2 separate regions of the Mus musculus genome follow, and region 1 is linked to region 2. A link is a contact called in public HiChIP or PLAC-seq data. All regions are on one chromosome and are shown on one strand. The core of a region is the stretch at or near the end of the contact, and the rest is flanking DNA. Distances in the headings are between cores, read along the strand shown. Region 1 has its middle 6.9 kb from the start of Gm34770. Region 2 has its middle 18 kb from the start of Gm34424.

Evidence for each region. HiChIP or PLAC-seq counts read pairs in DNA pulled down with a chosen protein or histone mark.
Region 1: a contact with region 2 is called in an HNF4G HiChIP or PLAC-seq map of pancreatic cancer cells. The contact joins two enhancer-like sites. A contact is called at or near these places in 2 of 484 Hi-C or Micro-C datasets (cortical neurons and pancreatic cancer cells) and 2 of 115 datasets of contacts at active chromatin or transcription factors (embryonic basal ganglia and pancreatic cancer cells).

What each region holds. Positions count from the first base shown.
Region 1 is chr9:61,664,962-61,671,686 of GRCm38.p6, reverse strand. No RefSeq gene overlaps it. Among named protein-coding and RNA genes, the nearest start is that of Gm34770, 6.9 kb to the right of the region's middle. Within about 2 kb of position 1,911, at least 118 of the 459 cell types and tissues checked have an H3K27ac peak or open chromatin away from gene starts, as enhancers often do. A contact at or near this core is called in pancreatic cancer cells, where this site is marked.
Region 2 is chr9:61,488,703-61,494,952 of GRCm38.p6, reverse strand. No RefSeq gene overlaps it. Among named protein-coding and RNA genes, the nearest start is that of Gm34424, 18 kb to the left of the region's middle. Within about 2 kb of position 4,797, at least 16 of the 459 cell types and tissues checked have an H3K27ac peak or open chromatin away from gene starts, as enhancers often do. A contact at or near this core is called in pancreatic cancer cells, where this site is marked.

The DNA of each region.
Region 1 (6,725 bases), core at 662-3,161, 180 kb before region 2:
CTGTCTCAAGAACAAGGGAGTGGGGCACAGGGTGGCACTGAGTCCTCAACAGCAGCACTGCAAGATGGTTTTGACTGGATTTCTATACCCAGCCAAACTACTAATCAACAGTGGGCTTCTCTACAGCAACCCTGAAAACAGGGGGCAAATAAGTAAGGCCTATAAAATTCTGAAGAAAAAGAATGTGTTATTGAGTTTATACTCAGGAAAATAGCAATCTGGGGAGGTGTTAAAGATATCTTTAAAATTCACATCCTCCCAAATTCACCTTTCACTGTCTGCATCTCAAGGTATGCCTGGAAGGAGTGGAGAGCCGACCAAGGAAGAGGTATTTCACAAAGCAGCTGATCCAGTGGAGGGCAAACTGAAAGGACCTGGTGTCCCGTGGAGAGAGGTTGTGACCTCAGCCAAGACAGGAACGAGGAACTACGTCTTCATACCAGCACTGTTTGCCTCACTGTGGTTGGCTCTTTGGGCCCTCTGACAGCTGACCTGCTTTTGCTCCTACCTATCTGTCTTCCTCAGCTACAGTAACTACAGCTGCTGCTTCTCTGCCCTCTTCCTCTTCTTGCTCTTCCTCCTCCTCCTCTCTCCATAGGCACAAAGCAGGTTTCTGGAACTCTCCATGTCCCTCAGGAACTGAGGAAGACTATCATACTGTCACCAATGGAGTTGGTTTGAATACCCCAGCCAAGATGGCCCATCTTTTAAACAAGCTAATGGGGGCACCCATGTCACAGTGCCACTGTGAGGACAGAGTGAGATGATATTTGCTGAGCTTTTAGCTTAGCATCTGGTGAGCTGTCATGTGATCCCGGCATTTGTTAAATGAGCCATATTACACATTGAAGTGAAGGTGAACTTGGCAGTAAGTTAGCCATACATCACTTTACTTTCCAGCCTCAGCTGCCACAAGCACTGATGTGCTCCAAACAGTCACACACAGCTGGACCCTCGTGCATGTGCTTTCCCAGTGGCTCTTTGACCTTGGGATGGCAACAGGGTCTGGCCACATAAGTCCCTTCTGCACATTCTAACTGCCTCTTACTGCCACTAGGACCCTCTGTGCTGTCCTCTTCAGACAGACCCTGTCCTCCATCTCCAAAGACCTTTCCCAGTGAGCCCCTCACCAAAAGATCTTCCTTCTGCTTCACAGCCTTCCCCTGTTTTGGATTATACTCCCCAGACAGCCCATTCTTTCTTTATCAACGAACAAACAAATAAATCATGATGGTTGACAATTACTAATACAGTTTCCTGGATTGCCACATACACATTGGTTCTCTGTCACATTCTAGACATTTGTCCAACCTCTGCCCTTGGTGAATGCTCTCTGTTCAGGTTATTTGATCTTGGCTGACTGTCAACTCCACAAGGACAGGTGCCCCATGCCAACTTTGCTGCTCTCTGTTTTCCTGGTCCTTAACATGTATGGTGACTGGCTTCTATGTTTTAACATCTTTTTGTTGGGGATAAGCCTAAAGACTATTGTTGCCTTGCCCTAGAGAGAGAGAGAGAGAGATGATGGGATTGAGGGCACCGTCTCTTGAGAGCACACAAAGGTCTCCTCTAAGGGCTGGCAGGAAATGGAGGTGCTGACAAGCAGTTGACAGGTTAAAAGAAGAAAGGCAGACCCCACCCAGGCGGGCGGAAGGTGGTTGCGGTTTCTTTGGTAAGCGATCACCCCAGTCTCTTGCTTTTTTGCCTTCTGTTCCTCTGGCTATGTAACCAGGCCAATCTTCCAGATCAGCTGAGGCCCTTTGGGGGTGGGGATGGGGGTGGGAAGGGACATTCCTTCTCGTGGATAACGCTGTGACTCATCTGGGGAAACAGTTTCAGCCCAGTGGTTCACCCGGGCTAGTTTTTTGTCTCATTTCCCAAGAGCCAATCAGCCTCTTAATTTCTCTCTGAGGTTTGGAGTTTCCCCTCCAGCAACTCAGAGACTCGGCAGAGGTGCTTTGCATAAGTGTGGGAAGCCTTGGAGCTTGAAAAAGGAATAGCTTAGGGAACTGGGAGGCTTCTGGGGGTGCTCAGCAGATATCCACCCCCCCCCCAACCAGGGATGTGGGTTCCATTCTTGTGCAGGCCTAGTTATCTCTTCCTAGGCACTCTGTAAAAGAAATCAACAGAAGAAAAACCAAAGGAGACTCAGGATTCAGCTTTCCATCTCCATGAGCAAGTCAGCGAGAGGGATGCGAGTAGAGGCCCAGGTGACCTGAGGCAGTGACAAGCTGTAGGCTCTATCTGTTACGTGGAGCAGCCACAGGGCTTGACCTACAGCCTACATTTCACAGTTTTGAGGGTGGGGGAGTAGAGTGGTTTGGGACAGTATTTCACTATCTAGTCAAGGATGAACTTGAATTTCTGATCTTCCTACTTCCACCACTCCCACCCCCCAAATTCTGGGATTACAGTTTCATGGGCCATGTCTTCCTCCCCAGCTAAAAATGCTTTGTAAATAAATTGAAGGAGCGCACTCTCAGAGCACATTCTCCTGATTCTGGCATTTCTGTCCCATCAATGATGAGCTTTTTGATTTTTGATTTTTTTGTGATTGGTTGCCCGGCTTTTTACCCAGGATCTGAACTGAGGTTTCTGTGTGCTCAGCAAGTGCATTGACCCGAGGAGGCATCTCTTTAGATACCTGTGACTTCAAAGTCGCTTCCTTTGTCAAGCAGGGCCGTGCAGGAAGAACAAGAGAAAAATAACGAGTTGGTAAACATAAGGTTACTTTGGGTAAATTCTTACTGAGGAGAGAAGCTGTTATCAAGCCCATGGAAACGAGCGGTTGGGGAACATTGGTTCCTATCTTTCATGCTTGCTTAGAAGATCAGACAATCTCCTTTCAGTTTTGGTGACGTAAAACTTGAGTGTAAGTTACCCATGTGAATGAGTCTGCACTGTCAGGACCCAACACAGAAGTTTAGTTCAAAATAATGGCGTCCTCTAATTTAAGTCCAAGATCATCTCCAGGCACCCTAGGCTAATGACATTGTGATTAGTTTTGTCCAAGTGGCCCTAGCAAAGCTCATCAGATACAAGAGAATGAATGTGTCCTGGACCTCAAAAGCTTTCCCATGAGCCAAGCAGGGTGTCAGGCTGGCTCAGCCACAGAGAGCCCTGAAGAGCTCAATGTAGGGAAGGCTTCGTGGTCACAGGCTCTCTAAGAAGGAGTCCCACCTGGGTCACAATGACACAGCATCACCCAGACAAGAGCCTCCCTGGTTTCAAATGACCTCTGCAAGCCCATTTGACTCACAATCACCCTCTTTCTCATTCTCTGAAGTGTCATCCTTTGACCCCAACTGAAAAAAAAAAAAAAAACCAATCCCTTATTTCCCACTCATTAAGAACACAGGTCTGGGCAGAAGCTAACACTGTAGTACACATTAGCCAACTAGATGACAAAATCTATTTCTTTCCTCAGAAATTCTTTATCCCTTCTCCTAAACTCATGATTTAACCCCTTACCAAAGACTTACATTAACTAGCTGTAACTTCAGCTCCAGGGAATCCAATACCTTCTTCTCTCCACAGGCACCTACACACACACACACACACACACACACGTATAGATACACACATGTAGTAAAAAAAAAAAACTTAACACATAATAAGGTAATGCTTTTATTGCATGTGATGAGTTTTGTTAGGGCCACTTGGACAAAAATAACCATAAAAAGCACAATGTCTTTAGTCCTGGATGCCTGGGGCGATGATCTTGGACATAATTGAGAGGTCATTGTTTTGAGCTAAGCTTCTGGGTCGGGTGCTAACAGTGACAAATGGAATAACAATAAAAAGACTTCACCTAGCTTCCCATTCTTGTGGGTTTCTTGTAGAATTTTTCATGAAATTTGTGAGTGAAGATGCTGTACCTTAAATAAGACAAATTCCAACCCCCACTCTCTGCTTCCCTGACCTTGAACTGTACAGTTAGCTCTTTTAAAGAGCTTCGTGTTTCTCATTTGCATACCTGGAGCTAAGCTAGCTCACTGTGGTGGCTCACTCATTCAACCATTTTGCTTTTGCTTTTGTTTTTAAAGTGCCTGCAGTCTTAGCCAGCACCATGCTGCTGTGGTATTGAGGGAACTTGCCTGGGCACGCAGGGGCTTTCTCATATAGCCACAGAAGGACATCTTTGCTGGTCATGGTTGGAGGGCAGCAGGGGAAGGCCAGATTGTGAACATTTTCCAGCTTTAAAAATGGCTCTGGACAAAGCATAAGCCTGGGCATAGCTAGATTAAAGCTAGGCTTGATTGGCCTGCGGCCATTCTCCTCCTCTTGAGAGAGGGGTTAGTGACTCTTTGGAGCTGAGGTCTAACATCCCACCACTTTGAGAAGGAGGTTCTTTCAATGTCCACTTGACTCAGCCTTGATTCTGGAGGTTCTTCCTGAATGCTCCTTCAAAGGCCTATCTTCCCTCCACAGCTTGCTGTTCCTCTTGCTTATATGGAGCTGGGTGTCTCAGATCTCAGGCTGGATTCAAGAACATCCTCAACCCGCTTTCCTGAGGGCAAAGTATGAGCTCAACAGCCTTTGGCAGCACCCATGACAGGTGCATCACAGACCAGCCAAAGACACCGCAATCCTACAGGCAAAGGAACTAGGACAGGGTCCCTCCCTTTCTAGGCTGGGGACTGGTAGAGTGCCTGAGGAGTGAGCCTGAAGATCTGAGTTCTGTCTCCAGCTGAGTGTTGTGGCATGTGCATGCAAAACTAGTGCAGAGGAGGCAGAGGCAGGGGGATTCCTTGGGCTGGCTGGCCAGCTGGTCTAGCTGAATCAGTGAGCTTCAGGTTCCAATGAGGCCCTGGTTCATTATTAACAGCAAATAAAAACAAGTTGGACGTCTTCTGAGCAACAACACTTGATACTTTAGGTTGACTCCTGATCTTTAGATATATATACACACAGAGACACATACATACAAAGAGACATACACACACATACACACACAGACATACACACAGACACACACAGACACGTACACACAGACACACTCACAGACACATATACACTCAGAGACACACACAGAGACATACACACACAGAGACACATACACAGAGACACACACACACTCACAGACACACACAGACACACACACACACACACACACACACACAGTCTGGACTGGAGGCTCCCAGACTCAAGCTCTCATGGAATCAATCTAATGAGCCCCATGAACACAGATGTCTGAGCCTTCCTTCATTTTCCCCACCTTGCAGCTGGCCTACAGCTTTGCAGTGTGAGCAAACTCCTCAGCTGACTCTGATGCGGGAGCTTGGAGCAAGGCTCTGACGCTCAGTGGTTATCAGAGGGAGAAGGAAGCCCTGAGTCTTCCTGGGCTGGCCTGGCTGTGGTGGGACAGAGAATGCTAGTGGTGGGGACTGATATCTCTTCTGCGAGGACGTGGCAGGATGTGGTTGACCTTAGCGTCCTGTGCAATAGGGAGCCAGGGGACTCAGGGAGAGACTTGGCAGCAGGCTCAGCCAGCATGCTTCTGAGTGCTCGATGGGAAATGAGAGGTGAGCAGAGCTCTGCCTTACCTCCCTTATGAGCCTTAAACTGACACTTTACTTCTTGAAGTCTTGGTGCATCAAGGAGTAAGAAAGAGACATTTGCAAGTATGCCAAGAGGAACTTATGAAGTTGCATGTACAAATAGCCATCTCCCTTATGGAGAAGGGCTTCTTTCAGTGGAGTGATAGTCCCTGCCAAAACATCCAAAGGTCAAGAGGTAGAGTCCTGCCTCAAGGTCGGGCATAGCCAACGACTTAGTCCTCCTGGAGTTGGCATGGCCGAAGCTTGCTCAGTTTGCCAACAGTGGGGCTTCCTGGACTCCTTTCTTAGAAAGGCTGAAGGCTTTGGAAAGAGAAGTGTCCTGGCATAAGGTGGCATGGGACAGCCCACTTGAATTTTATCACCATGCTGCTCTCCTTGTTTGTTTCAAGATGCTCAAAGGAAGGAAGCAGGGGCTGTGGAAGACCTCTCATCAGACACAATACTCTTCCTTGGATTTATTTTTCTCTGAGTTTATCAATCAATTGGGAAACCATCTCTGTTACCTATTGTGTAGAGAGCCCTGTGCTATGTGTGGGAAAACGAGAGGTTGGAAATAAGCCACTGGTTGGTCCCTAGTAGAGAGATGCTCAACAGGCCAGTTGGGAAGATAACGTGTGCATGAGAAGTGAGGGGTGGGGAGATAATGGTGATGCTGCTGATGATGCTGATAATGCTGATGGTGCTGATAGTTACAGGAACAGTAAATAGGAAGAATGAAAATGATGGTCCTGATATTCTCCCACATGCGTGCATGCGGCTACCCAGTCCACAGAGCATGCTTGTCACCAGTATCTTACTTGATGTTCAAAAGTTTAAAAAAAAGGAGGGGGTAGGGTGTTGGGGAGATGGCTTAGCCCGCCATTAAAACCAGGCATGATGGTGAGCACCTGTAATCCCAGAGCTGGGGACGCAGAGACAGCAAGATCCTTAGGAATCACTGTCCTCCTTGCAGAACTGGTAAGCCTCAGTTTCAGGGGAAATCATGTCTCAAAAAACAAGATGGAGAGCGGTAGAGGAAGACACGTCTGATGTCAACCTACATGTGCATGCACACACATGTACTTGGGCTTTCATATCATGAGCATACACACACACACACACACACACACACACACACACACACACACACTTTTTAAAAAAAAAAAACAACTGAGTCGTAATTGT
Region 2 (6,250 bases), core at 3,548-6,047:
CAGGACTTTGCAGGCTGACCAGTCTAGCTGAAATGGTCAGATCTAGGCTCAGTAAAAGACACTGTCTCAAAATGATAAAGATAGTGATGAGAATTATAAATAAGATGCAGGTGAATGAGAAATAAGACAGAGATTAAAGAAGATGCCTAACATCAACATGTGGCCTCTACATGCAAATGCTCATATGTGTTTGTGCACATGAACATGCACACACACGCAGCTGAATGTCGAAATCTCATTTGATTCACAAGTTAAGCAGTTGGGTGTAGACCTGAAAAATCTAAGGTACAGTATAAAGCAGAGCTTCTGCCACCTACCAAGGATACAAACTCCCGTGCTTACCAGAGTTGACTCCTCAGGGTCTCATTTAATACGTAGTGTCTGGCAGAATATGGCTTGTCAGTGTTAAGGTAATCTTTTCACGTTTGTGCGTGTGTGTAGGATGAAGACACAGGTGCCACAACCAAGTGTGAAAGTCGGAGGACAACTTGTGGGGAAGTTGGCTCTATTCTTTCAACAAGTGGGTCTTCCTGGAAAACAAGCTCAGGCCGTCAGGCTTGGTGGCAAGTGCCCAGTAAGCCATTTCACTAGCCCCAGATCTCTCACATATTATTTACTCATAAAAACTCACTACATTTGAGCCTCATCTTGATTTTGTTTGTTTTGTTTTAAGACAGGGTCTTATATGTAGCCCTGGCTATCCTGGACTCACTCATTAGATCAGGCTGACCTCCAATTCCCAAAGTTCTGCCTGCTTCTGCCTCCATAGAGCTGGGATTAAAGGCACACGCCACCTCCACCCAGCCCATAATCTTGATTTGGAAATATCAAAAAAAAATGAAGAATACAAAGACCTTTTTTCCTAACATGGAAAAGAAGCCAACAGCCAAATTACAAGTTGTAAAACTCCATTAAAATCAGCTCCAAGAATAGCCCTAACAACTCCTGCTTAATTAATGCCTACAAAGAGCCAGGTGTGGACAGGTTCTCAAGAGGCGTTGCTTCATCCCCCAGCGATGCTACTGAGCTGATGCGCTTGACAGATGAGGAAACCAAGACTTAGGAGGGCCATGCTGAGACATCCCCAATCTTTTTCATAAGACAAACCTAAGTGCAGGGTGGACCCAGTTCCTAACCAGGCTATTAATTGACTTCCTATTATGTGCCAATCAGGTAAGAAGGAGAAGGAGCCGTGAGCACAATAGGAAGGCAAGCTGGGATTCCAAACAGACCATCCTCAGTACAGGGCTTTGGAAGCCAGGGAAGCTGTGACCAAGAGGTGGTTGGGAGCTTAGGAGAGTCTCTGGGTTGGGGAAGGGGTTCAGAGACTCGTTCTTTTGTTTGGGAAGGTAGGGATGAGTGAGTGAATGGAGGGATGGGCGGGTGTGCACTTGTGTGCATACACATATGAAGTCCAGAGGTGTCATTTGGGTGTTGTCCTGAAATGTTTCTCTACCCTAATTTTTGAGATGGGTCTCCCTCATTGCTTATTGTCTAGACAGACCCAAGAGATTCTCCTGTTTCCATTTCCCCAGCTTAAAAATTACAGGCACACACCACTGGGTCTGAGTTTGAACTCGGGTCCCCACGTTTCTGTGGCAAGCATCTTAGCCCAGAGTATGTTCTTGGGAGCCAGAGGCTGGAATATTGGGAGTGGGAAGAGGGGTGGGAAGAACACTGACAGTATACTAAGTGTGTTAGGTGAGCAACCACTGTGGTGGGGAACAAGACACTCTGAGGAGCCAGAGCAAGAATAATCAACAAAAGTTGGCACAGCCAGGGAGGGCTCTGAGAACTGGCAGGACGGAAGCTCAGCCTAGAGGGGCATGCCAGCTGGGGAAGTAGAGAAACCCCAGTAGTGGAGTCTGGCATTGCAGCCACATTCTGCAGTGTTTTCAAACAGCAAAGGTGGAAGGAACGCACAGGCCATCTGTAGAGGCAGTTACCTTATGGTACCAGCCAGCTTCGTATATGCTACTCTCTAGACGCTCGAGAAAGCGCAGCCACAAATGAAAATCCGAACTGAACCACACAAGGTGTCCCGTTGGCAAGGTCAGAATAGGTCACATGACTGTGTTTTCTCAAGGTGTCACCTAATTCATAGCATGATCGCATTCCACGATTTCTAAAATAAAAACAAAGTGTGTGTGTGTGTGTGTGTGTGTGTGTGTGTGTGTGTGTTCGTGTGTTCATGTACATTATAGGAGATGGCTGGCGTGGGGGTGGAATGAACAAGGTCACTTTATTTGCTTTTACTATCTTTTTTTAATTAGCATATGTTAAACACAATAGGCTTCACAGTGACATTTTCACATGTGAGTATAATGTGTCCTGTTCACCCTCTGTTCCCTTCTTGTCCCCCTCCTCTCCCACAGCTCCCAGCTAGTCCTTTCTATAGAACTTTCATACTTGTTCGTTGGTGGTACTTTTTAGTGAGATGATTATTTCATTTTCACTTTAACTGTATGGATGCTAAACAAGCAAGAAGCCACAGGCCTGAGAAGATGCCCTATGGCTGACCTGATCCCTTCTCAAGTAACACGGTGTGTGTGTGCGTGTGCTTGTGTGTGCATGTATGTGCATATGTGTGTGCTTGTGTATGTGCATGTGCATGTGTATATGTGTATGAGTGTGTGTATGTGTACACACACATGCAATGTGCCAAGTATGTACAAGCCATGTTCATGTGTGGGGGACATAGGATAACCTGGGCTGTTAGTCCACTGTCTTCTACCTCATTTAAGAGGCTTCATGTTTACCGGCTTCACACAGCAGACTAGCTGGTGTGTGACCTTCGGGGGACTCCACTGCCTCAGACACCCATCTAGCCACAAGAGTACTGAGATGACACTCATGCTGACAAGTCTGGCTTTCTGTGAGCACTGGGATCTGGACTCAGACCTCCCCACTTGCATGGCAAATACTTGCTCCACTGACCCATCTCCCTGGGTGGCATCAGTCAAATGTAAGAACGTAATCTCTGGCCTCACGGCTCCATGGACTTGCTTTCCGACTCTAACGTGACTTTATGGCCTGTGTTATTTTCAGCTTTGCCTGTGATCCGGGATCAGCTCCATCCACCAAGTTACCCAAGTCCTTACACAGAACACTCTCCACTAAGAACCTCTGAAGCACCTGCCCCCAGCAAGGAGGCGCTGGCCAGTGCAGGGGTGGGGGCGTCTCTCAATGTCCTAATGCCTCCAATGGATTAAGTGTTCACTTTTATCTGGGCTATTTTTTTCCATGAATATAAGCCATTTTGCATTTTGGAGCCCTTCTGCAAACAGAGCAGTTTGTCTTTGTGTTTTCTCATTTAAAAACAAATATTTGCCTGCCAAGCAAATACTGTCTCTTAGGATGTGCTATTAATAGGATAATTAGGCAGCCGGTAATGAAAAGGATTGCTGGTAATTATGGCAAGATTTGTTTTGGCATTTGAAGGCAGCGATAGAGGCTGGAGTGCTAAAATCTACCTTAGAGTTAATTAGCACAATTAGAACACACCTGAAAAAATAGCCCAGCTAACAACACTTGCTTTGCTTTTAAAGTGACAGTGCCTGGCACTCCCTGAGCTGCCTGGGCAGTGCCCCGCCCCCAGGCGTTACTAAGGTGACTGAATGGTACACAAGATAGAACCTGCTTATCTTCTGTCTCCGAGGCACTCCTCTATGGCCAAATGTTTTCTCCTCCAGGGCTGCCCATCACCCCCTCTCTGGTCTGCTCTCCTTAGGGGCTCCTAGCTCTGCCAATGAGCTATGATGGCATTCTTTCTCCCATCTTTCAGATAAGAAAACTGGGGGTCAGAGATGCCTACAGCGTCCAAGGTCACAGACGAAATCAGAGGTCATATGTAGGGTAAGGGGTCTCAAATAAGGTCAGCGGTGACAGCCTGAATCTAAGAAATGCCAGGGGACAAATAACTCAAAGGAAAACCAAAAAGCAATATTCTTGTTCCTGCTGGGGGTGCTCATGAATGAAGTAGGGTCCTTCTAACCTGCAACCTTGGTCAGTGACACCAGTAACATGACGAGCCTGAAACATAGAAAAATCCTTTAGCTCAGGAAAAAATTTCAGCTGGGAGTGTAGCTCAGTGGAGAGTGCTTGCCTGGCGTGTACAGGCCCTGGGTTTGATTCCCAGTATCGCCAGGAGAAGGGATTCTCTCTAGTCGGTTTTTCTGTCTTCTCTTCCTCACCCCCTTTCCACCTCTGCAGCCAGGTAGACATGGGTAGACCAGGGCACACATCCAATGCGTGTGAGTTTGCATGCACATGAATTTGAATAGGTTCACGTGTGTATACGTACCCACTGTCAGGAGGAGCTTTAAGGAAAAGAGAAGTGAGCATGTTGGTACTTACTTGCAGTCCCAGCACTCTGGGAGGTTAGACTAGCTGAGGCCAGACTGGCCTGTGGATAGGAGGCTGGAGGAGGGGGAGGAGGAGAAGAAAGCTGAGATGAGGAGGAAGAGGAGAACAGCTCTCTTCATCTGAAGAGAGCTTGGCAATTTGCAGACGAGTTATTCAGTCTTTTTAAAGTCTTCATGCACTCACACCTCAAAACTTCCCTCCACCTCCACAGCTTGTCCTTGTAAGTCCACCATGAGACAGCGAGACAGTGCCCAGCCTGGCCCGTCACACTCATAACTATCCCTGTGGCGGACTCTTTCCACTAACCCTTGGGCACCCAGTCAACCCTCCAGCTCTCCTTAGCCAGACCTGTGGGGTGGGAAGGAGCTCTGGAGAGCCCTGGGAGAGCACACCTCACATCCCGACTCTGAACACAAGGTCAATAAATACTGAGTCACTAAATCCTGGAAGAGACCCAGGGAGGCAGAGCAAACATGAGATTTCAAGCTCTGTCCTGCACTGTGTCTACAACAATTCTCCCCCCCGCCAGCTGTAAACAATAAGGGGATCCATTTTTACCACACTATCACACTTTCAAACGTGATGTCTAACTCTTAGAGCAACATCATGAGGTATTTTCTCATCATCTTCCCAAGACTGCAGACACTGGGGCTCAGAGAGTCTGGATAACATGTCCTTGGCCACACAGCCAAGATTAAATTCAACCTGACTGGATCCAAACCCAGTCTCATTCGTTGATCATGAACTTAAGGATTTGGGGTCGCAACACATGGGCTTCCCAGTAATTATCAAACTTCTCTACCAACACGCCATGGCTACTGGGCATTAGAAAGGACAGGAAGAGAAACTGCATTTTGTAAACTGAACTCAAAGAAGTAAACCTCTCACATTAAAAAATGAAATCTGTGTCCCAGGCAGTAGCTGGATTTGCACTGATTAATTAGAAAATTGCATTTATATAACCCCTTAATCTGTATTTATGTGTTGCTAAGGAAGCAGCGAGCTGGGCAGGGAATTACACTCAGATTAGCCTTGATCTGTAAGCAGCCTGGATGGGAGCTGCTTTCTACCCAGAACAGAGAGAATCAAAGGATTTAGGGCAAGGATCCCTGGCGAGGACCCCTTCCTTCCTGCTGCCTTGGACCTAAGTCTCCGGGGCCTCTAAGTACCGCCCAACAGCCTGAACACCACGGGCCCAAAGGAGAGCGGATGCTCATAGAGCTCACGGATGCTCACAGAGCTCCTTTCCAGCTGAGTGCCGCCTCTGGTTTCCTAAACAAAATTGGTTTTATTCTTCTCAACATGTGCTCGGCAAGATTAAAGTTCTATCAACAGCGAGGCTTAGCATGGGCTTTTTTTGGAAGTGGCTCATGCCCCCACAAGAGGGAGGGGATAGCTGGAGGGGGGCAGGGCCTGAAATCCTGCTTATTGAATCCAAAAAGAGGATCTCTTAATGGATAAAGGGTATTGAAGTGGGGTCCTTGATGCTTTCTGGCATTCCAGGGGGAGGGTTTTGGATCACAATAAATCATTGTAAGGTATTTCTATTGTAATGGTAGTTTGTATGTGTGAGAGAGAAGGAGACAGAGACAAACACACACATGCACGTGCAGAAAGAAAGAGAGAGAGAGAGAGAGAGAGAGAGAGAGAGAGAGAGAGAGAGAGAGAGAGAAAGAGAGAACAGCCCTAGGGAGCCTTCTGCCTCTGCCTCCCCAACACTGGGATTCCAGCTACACAACATAGCATTTTATGTGGGTGCTAGGGATTTGAACACAGGTCCTCATTTTTGTGTTCCAAGCACTTTAACAACTGAGCCGTTTACTGTCTTCTTTATTTTATTTCCTCCTCCTCCTCTTCTTCCTCAACTTGCTCTATCAGCAGATGA